Linked DNA regions of Rattus norvegicus: region 2 is linked to region 1. A link is a contact called in public Hi-C data. All regions are on one chromosome and are shown on one strand. Each heading gives the region's core, a stretch centred on a gene start, on an enhancer-like site or on the middle of the called end of the contact. The rest is flanking DNA. Distances are from core to core; before and after follow the strand shown. Region 1 has its middle 34 kb from the start of Creb3l1. Region 2 holds the start of Cry2 (cryptochrome circadian regulator 2).

The links. A called contact is a pair of places that touch in the nucleus more often than the background predicts.
Region 2: a contact with region 1 is called in a Hi-C map of the A7r5 cell line, with 8 times the contacts expected there. The contact joins the promoter of Cry2 here to the enhancer-like site in region 1. A contact is called at or near these places in 6 of 12 Hi-C or Micro-C datasets (the A7r5 cell line, Schwann cells, frontal cortex and 3 more) and 1 of 1 datasets of contacts at active chromatin or transcription factors (oligodendrocytes).

Annotation. Positions count from the first base shown.
Region 1 is chr3:98,479,579-98,487,123 of GRCr8, reverse strand. No RefSeq gene overlaps it. Among named protein-coding and RNA genes, the nearest start is that of Creb3l1, 34 kb to the right of the region's middle. Within about 2 kb of position 4,218, at least 73 of the 93 cell types and tissues checked have an H3K27ac peak or open chromatin away from gene starts, as enhancers often do. A contact at or near this core is called in the A7r5 cell line, Schwann cells, hepatocytes and 1 more, where this site is marked.
Region 2 is chr3:98,856,240-98,863,784 of GRCr8, reverse strand. It overlaps Cry2 (cryptochrome circadian regulator 2), which reads left to right and starts at 3,348. Exons shown (of 12, transcript NM_133405.2): 1 at 3,348-3,561. The coding sequence starts at 3,350. LOC102546693 (a long non-coding RNA gene) reads right to left here. Exons shown (of 3, transcript XR_005502283.2): 2 at 6,505-6,930.

The DNA of each region.
Region 1 (7,545 bases), core at 2,969-5,468:
GTCACCTTCACTGCAACGGAGAGTAACGGGGACAAGATGCGGCGAGTTGGAGATGCGTGCGTAGCAAGCCAAGTGGACTTGCGGGGCGTGCTCCCGGCGCTGCGGACCAGTGGGAGGCGCCAGAGACGGAGGAGGAGTCGGTCAGAGCGAGCACGGAGGGAGGAAAACCTGAGCTGGGGCCCTGCGGGATGATGAGGAATGGGTTCGGGGAGGATGGAGGGATGGGGAGGATTAGGAAGATGCAGAGCTGCTTCCGCGCGGGTAGCAGTGCGCCAGGCTGGGCGGGGCCGGGACACCAGAGCAGGGGTTGACCCCTCCGGCCTCCCGGGAGGTCAGGCTGCGGTCGGAGCCCGGCAGAGGCAGGCGCGGGGTCTGACCCAGAGAGGCTCTTCCCGGCCAAGCACCCTCGCAGCTGGAGTACGGCTCCCGGTACCACCCGGCCATCCCGAGCCGTCGCAAGCGCCGGGCGTGCGCAGGCCGCGCCTCCCTGGCCCGAGGGCTTAGCGACGTCACCGAGGCTCTGACGCCCGCTAACCTGGGCGCGGGTTTCCTCCCCGCAGATCCCTGTCCTTGCAGCCCGCCACCGCGTCCTTGGCCCTTCTCCCGAGGATCTGGATTTTGCTAATTCGGGAAGACTGCTTGTCCTTCAGCTACTGATAAGGGCGCGAGTTTGTGAATAATAATAATAATAATAATAATAATAATAATAATAATAGTAATAATAACAATTCCTGGAAAGAAATAGCCATACTCGATAAACAGACTAATAAAAACCAGCCAGATAGACCTCTGCTCCTGTGCTCAGTGCTCGTAAGGACAATAATGACGACAACAGCCGTAATAGCCACAGTTTATTGAGCGCTTACATCCACCGCAGTGTTAAGCGCTTTGCAGGCAACAACCCTCGGAGGTAAGTACCGTTATGATCCCTAATTTTCAGGAAACTAGGGCAGAGAGGTTAAGTAACCTGCCCCAGGGCACACAGCTAGCTAATGCCAATGCCAGAATCCCAACCTAGGCTGCCTGTTCTAGTGTAATCCTCAAGCCAACCGGTTAAGGTCGGGAGCATTCCCTCCATCTTAAAGATGAGGAAAACAAGGCACATGGAAATTTAAGTACCTTGCCCAAGGTCACCTAGCTGGATGAGGCAGAAAGCGAACCCAGGGCTCCTCTCTGTCCGCAGAACCCTCGGTCTTGGCCATAAGCGATGCCATTTCCAAACCACCTCCGATAGCCCCGGCTTCTGTCCCGGCATCCGGGAGGCAAAAGCAGCCGCCGGTGGATTTGGGTAGATTCCTGCAGCCTCCGCTCAGCTGATAAGCCGGGTGTTTTGGAGCAGCGTCCTTGCTCTGCCTTCAAGCGTAGGATGGGGACGCCTCTCCTGGAATCCAGTCCCAGACCAGACTGCGCGATCCTGAGAAGGGACGGAGCGAGGGCGGAGGCAGCGGAAAGGGATCCGGAGTTCCATTTGACCAGCGGCGGGTCCTGGCTCCGGATTTGCACGTCGTAGCCAGCAGAGGGCGCTGCCGCTCGCGCATGGAGTTTTCTGTCCGCTCTGCCTACAGACGCCTGCAGCGGCTTTCCTCCCCAGGTGACTGCCCCCACACCCGCATTTAGACCTGCTTCTTTAGACTGAGCGATCGCCACTCGTTCAAGGCTTCCCAAGTCCCAGCCGGTTAGATTTTGTTCTGCTAAGGGGCAAAGGCAGAGATTCCATTCGGTTAAAAGGCCTAAGCGTTTGCAAATTCAGCTCGGTCTGGTCTGGTCTGGTCTTCCCTTCTGGTGAGCCCGTGGCTGATTTAAAATGGAGGTAGACCCTCCATTTGAAATAGATAACGAATATTCTTTCCTTTTCCAAAATGGGAGATGGTGACTAAAGAGGGAGCCGACAGATGAGAGGGTCTATTTTCATAATAGCCGCCTCCTATTGGTCGCACCAGGTCCTTTTTAGACCTTGGCTCACTATGGCCTGGACCATGTGGATCATGATTCCTGTCTGATGTAAAGTCAGAAGCTAATAACTAACAAGGCCGGGATTTGATCTAGGAACTTCCTTAAAAGCCACATTCCCAATACCCAGAATGCACAAGTGGACACAACTGATTCGAAGATGTGGGTTATATAACCCCAAAATCTACGGGTGCTTAGAAATAACCTACCATGGAATTGGGAGCTTGGCCAGCTTTCTGACAGCCCCCACCCCGAACTCAAATATCTAAAACAGAAAAATAAAATCTAAAGGTGGCATGAGAGAGAGTGAGCTGGAGACTTCTTGCTCTGGTTTGGAAGAGCATCCAGTGAGGCTCATGCACTTTCTATGTCTGGGCTCAGAGGATATAAAGGTGGATCTAGGAAAATCTGAAAAATACAGAAGGGAAGGGGAAAAACCTTTCTGTGGTTTTCACTTTAAACTAAGCCTCATTTTGCTATTTGTGCTATATTTTTAAATTAACGTGGCTCTCCCCACCCATGAAACTGGCACACAAATAGCAAAAACAGAAGGAAGGCCAGCTCGCAACTTCAAATGTGGTTCTCGAGAAGGAGGGACCTGACTTAAAAAGGAACTGGGAATTAAAATGAGGTGCCTAATTCAGACAGACTTTCCACGAGGAATTTAGATCACGGCTCTTGTAACAGGAGTGTTGTCTGGGTCTGGGTCTTGGCCGGGTCTAGTGTCTAAATGGGAGTGCCCCGATGAAGAGATTGAATCCTTTTTGAATATGCCTGCATCTCTAGCCATCTGGGTGTAAGGGGGGGGTGGTTGCAGGGGTGGGGGGATCCTGCCACCCTGGATCTATCCCTCAGGCATCTTACTTTTCCAGAAGTTTGTTTGGAAATTCAATCCAGGTGAGACTATCAAGAATCACTTCGTTAGGTGTGGTTATGTAGAATGACTCCTGACTATAGCATTAGCAGCTGGTGGCTTTTCCAGACAGGGAAGCCAGTGAAAGGATCTCATGAGACTTGTCACCTAATGGCTGTCTCTGTTGTGCTATTTTTGAGCCAGAAGAATTATCCCTCTTCACTCAACACAAGAGAATTCAGGCTGTCCTCGGGTGCCTCCTGCAAAATACTGGGCTTCTTTGTCCTTCCGGGTACCGCCTTCCCTTCTGTCAGATCATTCAGTCCACAGACATGTGACGACAACCTGAAACATACATCAGCTAAGGTTATAGCAGAGACCCCAACATGAGCCCAAGGCTCATGGTTTCAACTTTCCTGCCTTGCTCCACGATATTAATAACTTTCTTCTCCAGCTGGCTTCTAACTCCCATTCCTTTGGCTCATAAAAGCACTGCTACTCCGACTGAAACAGATCGGGCCATATTTATGAAGCACGAATTACAATGAAAACCCCAAACTGACACAGTACTCCGCTGCTGACAGGAAAATGCTACTTTAAACAGCATTGATTGTTGGGACGTGCTGCATAAAGTTATTTTTTTTAATTGCATCTTGGAATTAAGTGAGTCACAATATTCAGGAGAAGGAAGAACACAGGGCTTTTGTTAACTCTCAAGACTATTGAATCAAAATAGACTTTCACCATCCACACCCTATAAAGGACAGAATACTTAAGGTAAAATGCCAAGTTCCCCCCCCCCCCTTTCTGGAAAATCCATTATCATTGAATGATCTTGGCCTTGACCTATTTTTAAAAAATGAAAAGTATTGAAGGTAAGAATCAGACTGTCTCTGGAAAGGGGTGGATTCCTAATCTGTCCTCTCTGTGCTGGGATTGGCAGTCAGAGATGTGTACATGCCAGCGATCCTACTGAGCTACATCCCCAGACCTCTTAGTGTCCTTAACATTCCACTCCCAAGACTGCCCCAACCCTTCTAGATGAGTATCATTTCCTTCCCTTTGAGGAAGTCAGCGGAACTAGAACCTGGAAGAGTGAGGGAGAAGCGAGAGGCAAATTTTTCTGCAGATCAAACGCGTTACAGCCAGTCGAGTCAAGGACACTGTATAGGCGCCGCCTATGTGTGAATGTGTGGTCCTGCATTCTGTCTGAAGCCCCAAATCTCCAACACACTGCGGTATGCCGTAAGGCAGATATATCTGGGAAAGAGTGTCTTCCTACAGAAATGTTTCCATCCAGAGGGTCTGCTTCCCAGCTCAGGGTCTTTTGAATGTTCAGCTGCCCGGAGTACAGAGCTGGAAATTCTCCCAGTGCATTCCTGCTGGGAGCTTGCCAAGCCCTTTGGGGAAACGTCTGCAGCGCTTAGTCTGGGGAAATGAGTTTTGCACTTTCACAGAGTGTGAAATTCCTCAGGGGCATTCTTGTACTCGGAAAGAGAAATCAAACCCAGTTCTTTCCTTCAGGGTCCTTGCGGTTAAGAAAGTAAATCGAATACAGTTCAGCGGGTCCTGCCTGCGTAGGGACAGGAGCAACAGAATCCCTCGGATATTACCCTGACCTGCAAGCTTGGGGTTTTAGGAGCTTGTGTTGCGGGCATGTGTACACAGGGAGGGGCAACCAACGCGCCTAAACCACCAAGGAGGAGCTCAAAACCGCGCTATCTTCCTAGAAACCTTGGCGGCACGGCCCGCTGCTTGCTGTCTGATGCAACAGTTTGCAACGCGGTTCTGGGAGTGGAGGCCTGCGGTGCGGCACCCCGGCCAGGCCGACGCGCATGCGCTGGCTGTGCCCTGCCCCTCCCGCGGCGGGAATCTTTTCACCAGATGTGCGGGGCGGAGATGGAGGCGGAGCCAGAGGCGCGAAGACCTTTTGGCAGATCGCGCCTGCGATCTGAGCTGAATTAGAGTTCTCCGCAGGCATTGGCTGACTGACCCAGTGATCCAAAAAAAAAAAAAAAAAAAAAAAATCAGAGAGGCCCGAATCGCCCCAAAGGAGCCCAGAGAGAGAAGTTAAAGAGCTAGCTGGCTTTTGAGTCGGCCTCCCTTTCTGAGCTTCCAGATTTCTGACGCTCTCTCACCTATCTTGCGGGAGGGAGCATGTCACATCTATACGTTCAGTTTTTCAGATGTCTGACGATTCAGATGAAGACGATTGTCTTCCATATCCACATCCCTCCTGTGTTATAGATTGTAATTGACTTTTATTTTATTAACTGTTTCTCTAAATTAACTTTAAATCGATTCCTTTTTTATGTATCCTTGCCCTAAACGATAACATTAGAGAAGCCATAGCCTGAAAATAAGTTCAGAACTATTCAAATAAAAATGTTTGTTGTTGCTATTGTTAGCTAAAATTGTCTTACCTACCGCATTGGGGTGTCTGGAGGTAATAATGGCCATGGTGCTCAGTTTGTCAGTGTTTCCAGAACTGCTCTAAGGATTGTACACATTCTACTGCCTCCTGATGCCCTAGGAAGTAGTTCTCTGCGTCTTTACAGAGAAGAAAGTGGAAGCCCAGAGAAGTTAAGCAATTTGCTTGAGATCACAAAACTAGAGACAAAGTCCACTGGTCTGGTGATTCCAAACCCTCCCTTCAAAAGCCCAATCCAGGAAGGACTCAAAGATTCTCCAAATCCCACCCCTCTTTCAAAGCCAAGTTTAAATGTCAGTGTCTGGATGAAGACCTCCAAAAATCTATTGTTCGGGGAATAATGGGAATGATTTGAACTCAGGAGGGAGGGGGTCACTTGAACCAGGGCTCTGTACTAACTCTGCTATTAATAGCTGTGACGTGGCCCTTTTGTTGCCTTAACTGAGGAATGCCCACAGTAGAAGCTCCTTTCAATCTTTTTAAAGATTAGTTATCTACACACAATTTAACTTATTTTTGGGGTATGTGCGCGTGCGCTCGTGTGCTGTCTATATGTATGTCTGTGCACCACGTGTGTGTCCTGGAGCATGAGAGGGCATCTCATTCCCTAGAACTAGAGTTCCAAATGGCTGTAAGCTCCTATGTAGATGCCAAGAATGGAGCCCAGATCCATGGAAGATTAGCCATTGCTCTTACCATCTCTCCAGCCCCAGCAATACTTTCTTCTACACTTTTGATCTGGCCAGCTCAGTACTCACGTCCCAGCCTACCACACTACTACAGTGGGGTTTCCTTTTGTCTAAAGTGAGGTGGTTTTGAGGACTCCACCCCTTGCATGCCCTGGCTTTGGCACCTGTGTGGATCATGGCAACTAACCACAGTACTGCAAAGAGCTGCTTCCCCTCTGGACCAACAGCCTGGATCTGGCTTGCCACTGCGTCTCCAGTGCCTCTCTCAGAATCTGGGGACAGGGGAAAATGACACCCATTAAAATCATGTTGCTCCACGCAGCAGAGCAGAATGAACCCTGAATAGGGAAAGGTCCTTCCGTCCCTGTCCCAGAGGGATGGAGACATCCCCCAGAGAACACAGACGGACCCTCTGGCCTGTCTGAGGCTCCTTCCCCAGGTACCAGTGCTGGGTCTGAAAAATCCCCTCAGGCTTTTGCTTGGTGACATGAGGGATGAAAAATGATGACAAAGTTGAGGACTTGAACTCAGGAGTCTCCCAGACTAGACACACGCAGCCCCAGGCCTCCAGCATCCTTACCACAGCAGCACCCCTGAAGCATCAGCTGCTCAGTACACCCCCAGTGCACAGCCTCCTCAGCCATCTTCACAGCCATGGAAGCCGCAGCACTACTTAACCCTCTTAGCAAGTGAGGAAATGGAGGGCCGGAAGACCCTAAGCTACCACTGGAAGTTCACCCAGGCGTTTAAACCATCTGAAATTAAACTCCAGGAATAAGCTTTAAAGTTACCTGTAGAGCTGTTCCCACTCCCCTTTCCAAAATTCACCTCACTCACCTTTCCTTCTCCCTGGCCCCTGCCTCCTTAGAAATCACATAGGGGCTTCCAGTTAATCCCTACGTCACTACACACACCTCCCCTTCCCCTAGCAAGGGTTGGGACAAGCTTTCCCATCATTGCTTTTTCATTTTCCTCCCTGAACCAAAGTAACCCATAAATACATAATTTTCCCCAAGAATCCCCCCCCCTGTGTGTGTGTGTGTGTGTGTGTGTGTGTGTGTGTGTGTGTGTGTGTGTGTGTAGGGGAATGATATGCAGGCATGCACATGTATTGACATCAGGTGTCTGCCTCAGTTCAATTGCTCTTCACAACTCTCTCTCCCTCTCTCTCTCCACCTGCCCCCTCCTTCCCCCCCCCCCCTCTCTCATTGAACCTGAAACTTGACATTTGGCTAGAATGGCAAGCCCACAGGATCTGTCTGTTTCTACCCCGCCTAGATCTGAGGGGGCGGTCACAAATGCCTGCTACCTCAATCAGATTTGTGCATAGGCACTGGAGAGCCAAACTCAGGTCCTCCTGCCTGCACAGCAAGCCCATTACCCAGTAAGTGATCTTCCACCCCTCCTCTACTCTCCTCTATTGGTCACAGGAACATTCAGAAATTCCACTTCCCAGCCTAGAAACTGATGGGGTCCCTGCAGGTGTCATGGAAATGAACCCCATGAAGAGATAAGAAGGAAAACGAGGTGCAGATTGACTTTATCAACCTGGATCAGTCTGATGCCAGGCGGTTGTCTGCATATTTAAAAGGTTTCCAGGCAACAATCAGTCCAATTCCAGG
Region 2 (7,545 bases), core at 2,099-4,598, 380 kb before region 1:
ACTGGAAGGGCAGATCCAAAGCAGAAAAGTTTCCCCGTATGATCTCTATAGAGGATTTTGACCAAAGGAAACAAACAAAACAGGAATGATTTGTCTTAAACATCGTCAGGGAAGACAGCATTCACTTTCTGGATGTACCATCACATCCTTGAAGTATCAGGTCCCCCCCCTTGGGTCCTCCTCTCCTTCTGCCTTTAGTGAGAGCTGGAGCAGTCCTTTTAGTGAGGGAGGCCAGGAGCTCCGAGGTGACCAAAATAGAATTCAAATTTCTGCGTCTTTAGTCATGTGCAGGTTTGTGTGCCCTCACTCCGGTATCTCCGTACTCATTTTAACGCACAAAATTACAAAGTGGACTTTGTCCTCCAGTGTCCTTTCAGGTGCCAGAACTGACATTCTGGCCCTTGAGTGTTGCCCAGGTAATTTACCCAAGTACTGGGCATCCATTCTGTGGGGTGAATTATCCTTATCAACTTGAATACGCAAGCCACACAAAACAAACATGGTGACACAGCAAGATAGAAACACTTCACACGCAATTGAGGCCACACTGCCCCTCCCTCTGGCTCAGATGTTTATGGATAGTGTCCATGAGAAATGGCTAAGTTGTTAGGCTTATCTTTGTTTTCTATTATTGCTGTAATTTTTGAGGTTTTTTTTTAAATGATTAAAAGTCTCATTCACTGGGTCATTTATGGAATACAGGTCATATGTAAGAAAAGGCCTGGAAGTTGCAAAGAAGGCAAAATTGGATGCAGGGCCTGGTCTCCAGAATAACAGCTTCTCACTGTGCCCAAGAAACTATTACCACCCCTGCTGTATCTACTAAGAAAGGGAGCCTGGAGTGACTAAGAGGTTAAAAGAACTACTTGTTAGTGGTGGTTTGAATGAGAGTGGCCCCCATAGGCTCCATTACTTGAATGCTTGGTCCACAGTTGGTGGAACTGTCTGGGAAGGATTAGGAGGTGTGGCTCCTGTAGGAGGAAGTGTGTCACTGGGGTTGGGCTTTGATGTTTCAGCTAAAGCCATTCTCAGTCAGTTAGCCTTCTCTGTCTCATACCTGTAGATCAGACGTAAGTTCTTGCAATTAGTCCAGAGCTGGGCCTGCCTGCCCGCTGCCATTCTACTCGACCAGCTTGTCCAGGGTCACAGAGAAGCAAGCAGAATTTGAGTTCAACCTCTTCATAAACAAGATAGGGCAGCCCCTGACTGCAGAGAGCTCACAGTACAACAGACACAGCACAATGGGAGTTTTAGAGAAGAGAAGAATTTACTCCCTGAACAGTCATTTGTGAATGGACCACCTCCTTACCCTCCCTGTTCTCTTCCTTGCAGACCCTCAGTGTTGTGGGGACCCAAGGAGACAAAAGAAAGAGAAAGGCGTACAATACCTCAAAGGAAAAGAAAGGGGGACCTAGAGAGATGGTTCAGAGGTTAACAGTGTGTATGCACTTTTCTTGCAGAGAACCTGACCCACGGGTAGTTCTCAGCCCCCGGAAACACTATGCTGGAGTCCATTAGACACATGCCTTCATGGGCACACACTTGTACCCAGACATGAGATTAAAAATAATGAAAAAGGGGTTGGGGATTTAGCTCAGTGGTAGAGCGCTTGCCTAGCAAGCGCAAGGCCCTGGGTTCAGTCCCCAGCTCCGAAAAAAAAAAAAAAAAAGAAAAAAGAAAAAAAATGAAAAAAAAACAAATGTTTAAAGAAAAGTAAAGGGAAACATCAGTTCACTCAACAAGTACTTGCAGAGGAGGCTCAAAGGAGAGAGTCAGGCAGAGACTGTGATAGACGTTAAGGCGCTGGCCAGTTTGAGCTTCTTATGTTTGATTCATGTGATCCTTCAGTGCCAAGTACTGAGCTAGACCTGGGAAATGTAACTGACTGTTGCCAAGGCCCCTGCATGCCAGGGCTTAGAGTCTGATGGATCTGACATACAATAGCTAAGAAATCCCAGTACTATGTGCTAAGACCAGAGATAGAAGAAGAGGAGGAAGAGGAGGAAGAGGAGGAGGAGGAGGAAGAGGAGGGGGAGGGGGGAGAAGGAGAACCAAATGAAATGAGCCCCTGGAGCTTGGGCCCAGGAAACTGGAAATGACAGCTGTCAAAGGGAAAACAGGAGATTCAAGGGTGTGGGCTGGGGCATGTGATTTATGTGAGGGAACAGCATGTCCAAAGCCCTGGAAATGAGAGGATTGTAATGACTCTGTAGTCAGAGAGTGGTGCCAATTAATGCTATTAACTTGCTGGTTAAATTCTAGATTCTTTCATTGCTCATTCCCAAGATGGGGAAGGGTCTACACATGGGATCAACACAAGGACAAATTGAAACAGTTCTCTGCTTGATAGCGCCAGCCCTCCATCCCAACTAGCCCATCTTAGCCCATGTACAGCGTGGGCAAGCCCTGTGCTAGAATCTCCAAAGAATCAAAGGGTTTCCAATGGAGACATAAGAGAATATTACCCTGCACATTTCTGATTCCCACATGAAATCCAGTAAAGAGTTTTGTGCAAAATAACGGCACTGTCTACTAAACAGAACGTAAAAGAAATAAATTCATCTGAGGACATAATGACTGTGTCAACCCACATCCTCTGGAACCTTTACCCTTTCTCCCAAACCCACTTCTGCCGCATACAAGGGCTTCTCCTTCATCCTTATGCCTTTCTGCATGCAAATGCCAAGATTCTCTTCGAGGAAGTGGGTTAAAGGCAGAAGCTTTGAAAATGAAAGATTCAGAGCGGAATCTTACTGGGTTCATGGTATTGCGCAAGCCATTCAAACTGGAGTGCCCTAAGCTTACTTCATCTGCAGAATAAGACTAACAAGCATCTGTTTTATTCGTGTTTGTGGAATGAACGTAACCGGGATGAAAATAGAAAATAGGACAGTTTGTGTAAGGCAATCACTGCTCAGCCAGCCTCGAATATGAACAGTACAACGTACTGCAAGAAAGGGCCTGGTGACAGATCTGTCAGCCACCGGCCGGAGTCACCTCAATCCCTATTTGCGTAGGAGACGCGAAATGCGTAGGAGATCCGGGGTCCCTCCAGACTCAGCCCACGCGGGGCGGGCACAGCGCCATCCTGCGTCACCGACCGGTGGCTACCAAGCCCGGACCACACATGGTGGGAACGTGAGGGGGCGGGGCCTGCGTCGGCGCTGCCGACCAATGGAACAGAGGGAGGGACCCACCCGGTGTCACCCAATCACAGAGACGATTCAGGCTCCTTGGGGTGGAGCTATGGCAGGGAGAGGCTGCATTATAGGCCGCTGGGCGGGCACTGGGCGGGACCGACGGTGTGGCCAGGGGCGGAGCAGCAGACCAAGACCCAGTCCGGGCGGCGATGGCGGCGGCTGCTGTGGTGGCAGCGACGGTCCCCGCGCAGTCGATGGGCGCGGACGGCGCGTCCTCCGTGCACTGGTTCCGCAAAGGACTACGGCTCCACGACAACCCCGCGCTGTTAGCTGCCGTGCGCGGGGCGCGCTGTGTGCGCTGCGTCTACATCCTCGACCCGTGGTTCGCGGCCTCCTCGTCAGTGGGCATCAACCGATGGAGGTGAGGGGACCCTATCTTGCGTGGTGGTAACATTGAGCGGACTCCCCCGGGCCCAGGAACTCCAGCCTGCGGCTACTGACACAGCATTTTTGCCCTGTGTGGCCCGCTCTGAACTCCGGGGCGGCCTGGGGAACAGAGGTCACGACCCCTCTATGCTGACGAGACTCTCGTTAGAAACGCGAAGTTGGCCTGCAGCCAGTCCCTGGCAGAATGGGACTGGGCTTTTAGGGGTGTGCTGTAGGAGGGGACAAAAGCGTTCAAGAGCAGGAGCTCCTCGCCGAACCCCACCCCCAAGGGCTTCCCTAAGCCTCGGGTTTGACTCTCCCCACCCCCCTTTTTCCCATCGCGGATAACCTTTCTTCACAGACAGCGGTGGTGGTGATTAGGGAATCTAGCTTAGCATTAGCCAGTATTAAAAAGACCTCAAGGGCATTATCGGTTAGTGGCACTTTGTGTTCTTAACTCATTAATTTTTTATAAACATTTATTGGGAAAGGACATTCATGACATGGCAGTGTGTAGAGTTAAGAGGACGACTTGCAGGTTCTCTTTCACCATACGGTTCCAGGCTGGAAGGTGGGTTTACCTAGGAGGTGCCCTTAACCCATCTGAGAGGATCCCTTCTGTATTGTAACTTTGCTAGAAAGATATTCAAAGAGGGTTGCACCACCCGTCAGCCTTTCCTCCTGTTATCATGAAATAATTTTTTGAGAACAGTTGGACCATTACAGATGAGACTTTTAGGAGCTGATGTAAGGGTAAGGAACAACAAAACCACAATATCAAGAACCCCTTATAACTCCCAGGAGGTTGAGCCCTTTCCCGGCATTCTGTGACACGATTAATAAATTGGTAGCTGATGTATTTTCTCTGTAACCAGTATTCAGAAACAAGAAAGTTTTGATACATCATGTACCCATCACTCTTTAAATGCCTCCTACAGTAGCTTGGTTTGTTTGCATTGTTAGAGAGATGTTTGCTTATGGCCTTGTTGCACAGATGAGCAGAGTAGCTCCCAGGAGACAGTGGCTTTCAGCATCCATTCTTTCCTCTCCAAAAGGGGTTTGCCTTGCTAGGAGAGCAAGTATTCCTAGTAGAACATCTATTAAATGCCCCTGCCTGCCCCATTTACACAGTGGAGAGCCAGCCCACACTGTTTTCAGGCTGTGCTATTACTCTGCCTCGCTCCAGTTTCCATAGATAGGAGGTTAGATTTGACAAACACCAGGGAATGACCATCTCTACTGTGGACATTAAACCAGGCCTCAGACTTTGCCCTCCCCTTCCTTTTGGCAGTGTGCCAATGTGGTTGGAGTCAATAGAATCTCAGTCTTATTTGTTATGTTGTCATGAAGATGTTTCTTTTTTTACTGGGATTGGGGGAGTGCTGTCTATGACTGCCTACTCCTTTGTGGTAGTGGAGATAAAAGAGCCTTTTTTTTTCCTTCACGAAGTTGATTGAACTCCACTATACTAAGAACTTGGTTTTATGGGGTTTTGTGGGTCACCCTTTTGTAGTTGCACTTTTTCAAGAGAATGAAGCAGAAAAGGGACAAGGCAGCTCAGATGCTTGGGCGACAGACATCTCAAATCATGTGGGGATGCAGATGCCAAGAGGTGATTTCGGGGGTTGGAGCTGGTAGGCCGCTGCTGGGCATGGCAGTGAACCATCGGGGCTCAGGTGTGCACGCACAGCCTCCAGAGACTGCATCTGAGCAGAGGAAGACAAGTAAAAATAAATGGAGGAGGCCTAAACACCATGAACCAAATAAGATGGGCATGTGTGTGTGTTGGGGGGGAGGGAGGTAAAAACTACAGATGTGTTTTTATTATTTGCCTCACATTGAAATCACTTAAAGATCCTTGAAAGCTTCCTGGGCTCCCTCCCCCGTTTCTGATCCAATTGCTCTGGTCTGGGTTGCCTTTTTTTTGGTGGGGGAGGGGTGTTACTTCAGCCAAGCTTCAGGAGTACTGCACTAATGAACTACAGAGAGTCAGGCAACCCAGGGTGTGTGTTGCTTCAGTGCATTGACCGGAAGTCTAATTAGCTTTGGCATTTAGGAGAACAAGGTGAAATAACACAAAACAGATCGAATGTGGTAACTGCTCCTGAGCCTGGCAGGAGGCACGCCACAGCAGCCTGGCCATTGTCCTTGCTCCCGAGGGTTTGAGAGCAATGCTATGCTATGTGGTGCACAGGGTTGGAATCAAGGAGTCCCGTGCCCCCACCCCTCCTGTCAGCTGCCTTCTGCATAACTGCAGTATGTGTAATCTTCCGGCGCTGCTTCCGGAACTTGGGAGTAGTCTAAGGGAATGGGGCTGCAGTATAACAGCCCTGCCCCCTACTGCTTCTGCAGCCTACACTGAACTGTCTCTCTAGAAGGGTGGGGCCATCTGGCAGAAGTGGGAGATCTGAATCTGTCACCTCTGTCACACTGACTCCCTCCCTGCAGATGGAATCAGATTAAAATAGCCACAGCGTTAGTTAAAGAGAAAGGCAACCAAGAAAAAGAGTGTGTGTGTGTGTGTGTGTGTGTGTGTGTGTGTGTGTGTGTGTGTGTGTGTGCGCGCGTGCACATGTAGGCATGGAATAAGGTTGCCATACTCATTGCCTTAGTGATAATAGGAAGTCTGTGGACCGCCAGTAGCTCTGTGGCTCCCAGGGATGTTTTCCTAGCATCCTTCGCCATTTTCCTCTGTCCTTCCCTTCCCAAATATGCTGTATCTAGAAAGGAGGTTCTGCAGGCACAAACCAAAACAAAAGGCAGATGTGAATGGCTTTTAGATTTTAAAAATGGGTGAGACTCCATCCAGTTTTTTGGTTCTTTTTTTTTTTTTTTTTTTTTCGGAGCTGGGGACCGAACCCAGGGCCTTGCGCTTCCTAGGTAAGCGCTCTACCACTGAGCCAAATCCCCAGCCCCTACTCCATCCAGTTTTAATTACCTTCTCTCTGTCACAGCTTAGATGTCAGCCAGGATTCTCCTCCTACTCTGTTGAAATTATTTTGTCCCTGGCTCTGTGCTGCATCTTCCAGGAGCTTCCAGAGCAGAGGGAGTTAGTAGATGTGTCTTCTCTCTTAGTCATTTCTCTCAGAAGTTAGCCAATGATATAGGACGGGGACTCTTGTCATTTAGGAGCTGGACGCAGCTGAACAGCTGGACCATCAAAGAGGGTGGCCTGGGAACTGGGAGGCCACAAAGAGGAGGTGGGATCTGTAGTTGCTGGTGGAGAGATTTGTGTTCCTTGAGCTATTGAGCTATTCACACTGTAACTCCAGCAAGAGGCCTCACTGTTCTGTAAGCCAAGAGCACATTTCCATTTGCCCAACAGGGGTAAAACCTTTGATCAAGTTGTTTAAAATTAAGCACCCTGCAAAAGAAAAAAAAACATATTTTTATTTATATGAGCCCCTGCTACAGACTGTGGGATTAGATTATTCCTTTTAGTGGGGCTTAAACTCTTAATTTCTTGGAAGTGAATTTCTATCTATTAATATCTTGTTACCAGTTTGCCAGCTTATAATATTGTTATGGTTAGATAAGCTTGCTTGAAGCAGAAGAATTTGGTCAAGGATGTCTGGACAGGAAGAATTCACTAACCTACCCACCCACTCTCACCTTCCACTCTATTAACAGATAAACCAAGTGTTTCTTTCTTTCTTTCTTTCTTTCTTTCTTTCTTTCTTTCTTTCTTTCTTTTTTTTTTTCTTTTTTCTTTTTTTTTTTTTCGGAGCTGGGGACCAAACCCAGGGCCTTGCGCTTGCTAGGCAAGCGCTCTACCGCTGAGCTAAATCCCCATCCAAACCAAGTGTTTCTTAACACAGTCATTACTATCCCCCAGAGAAGATCTCTCTGAGTGGACATATGGAACTCACTTGTTCTGAAGAGATCGCTTCCTGGAGTTGATGATAGTTTTCCCTGTGTTTTTTGGAAATCCCAATTTGGTTTTCTCCAGTTCTGTCTGCCCTGGCCCCAGAGGACTTAT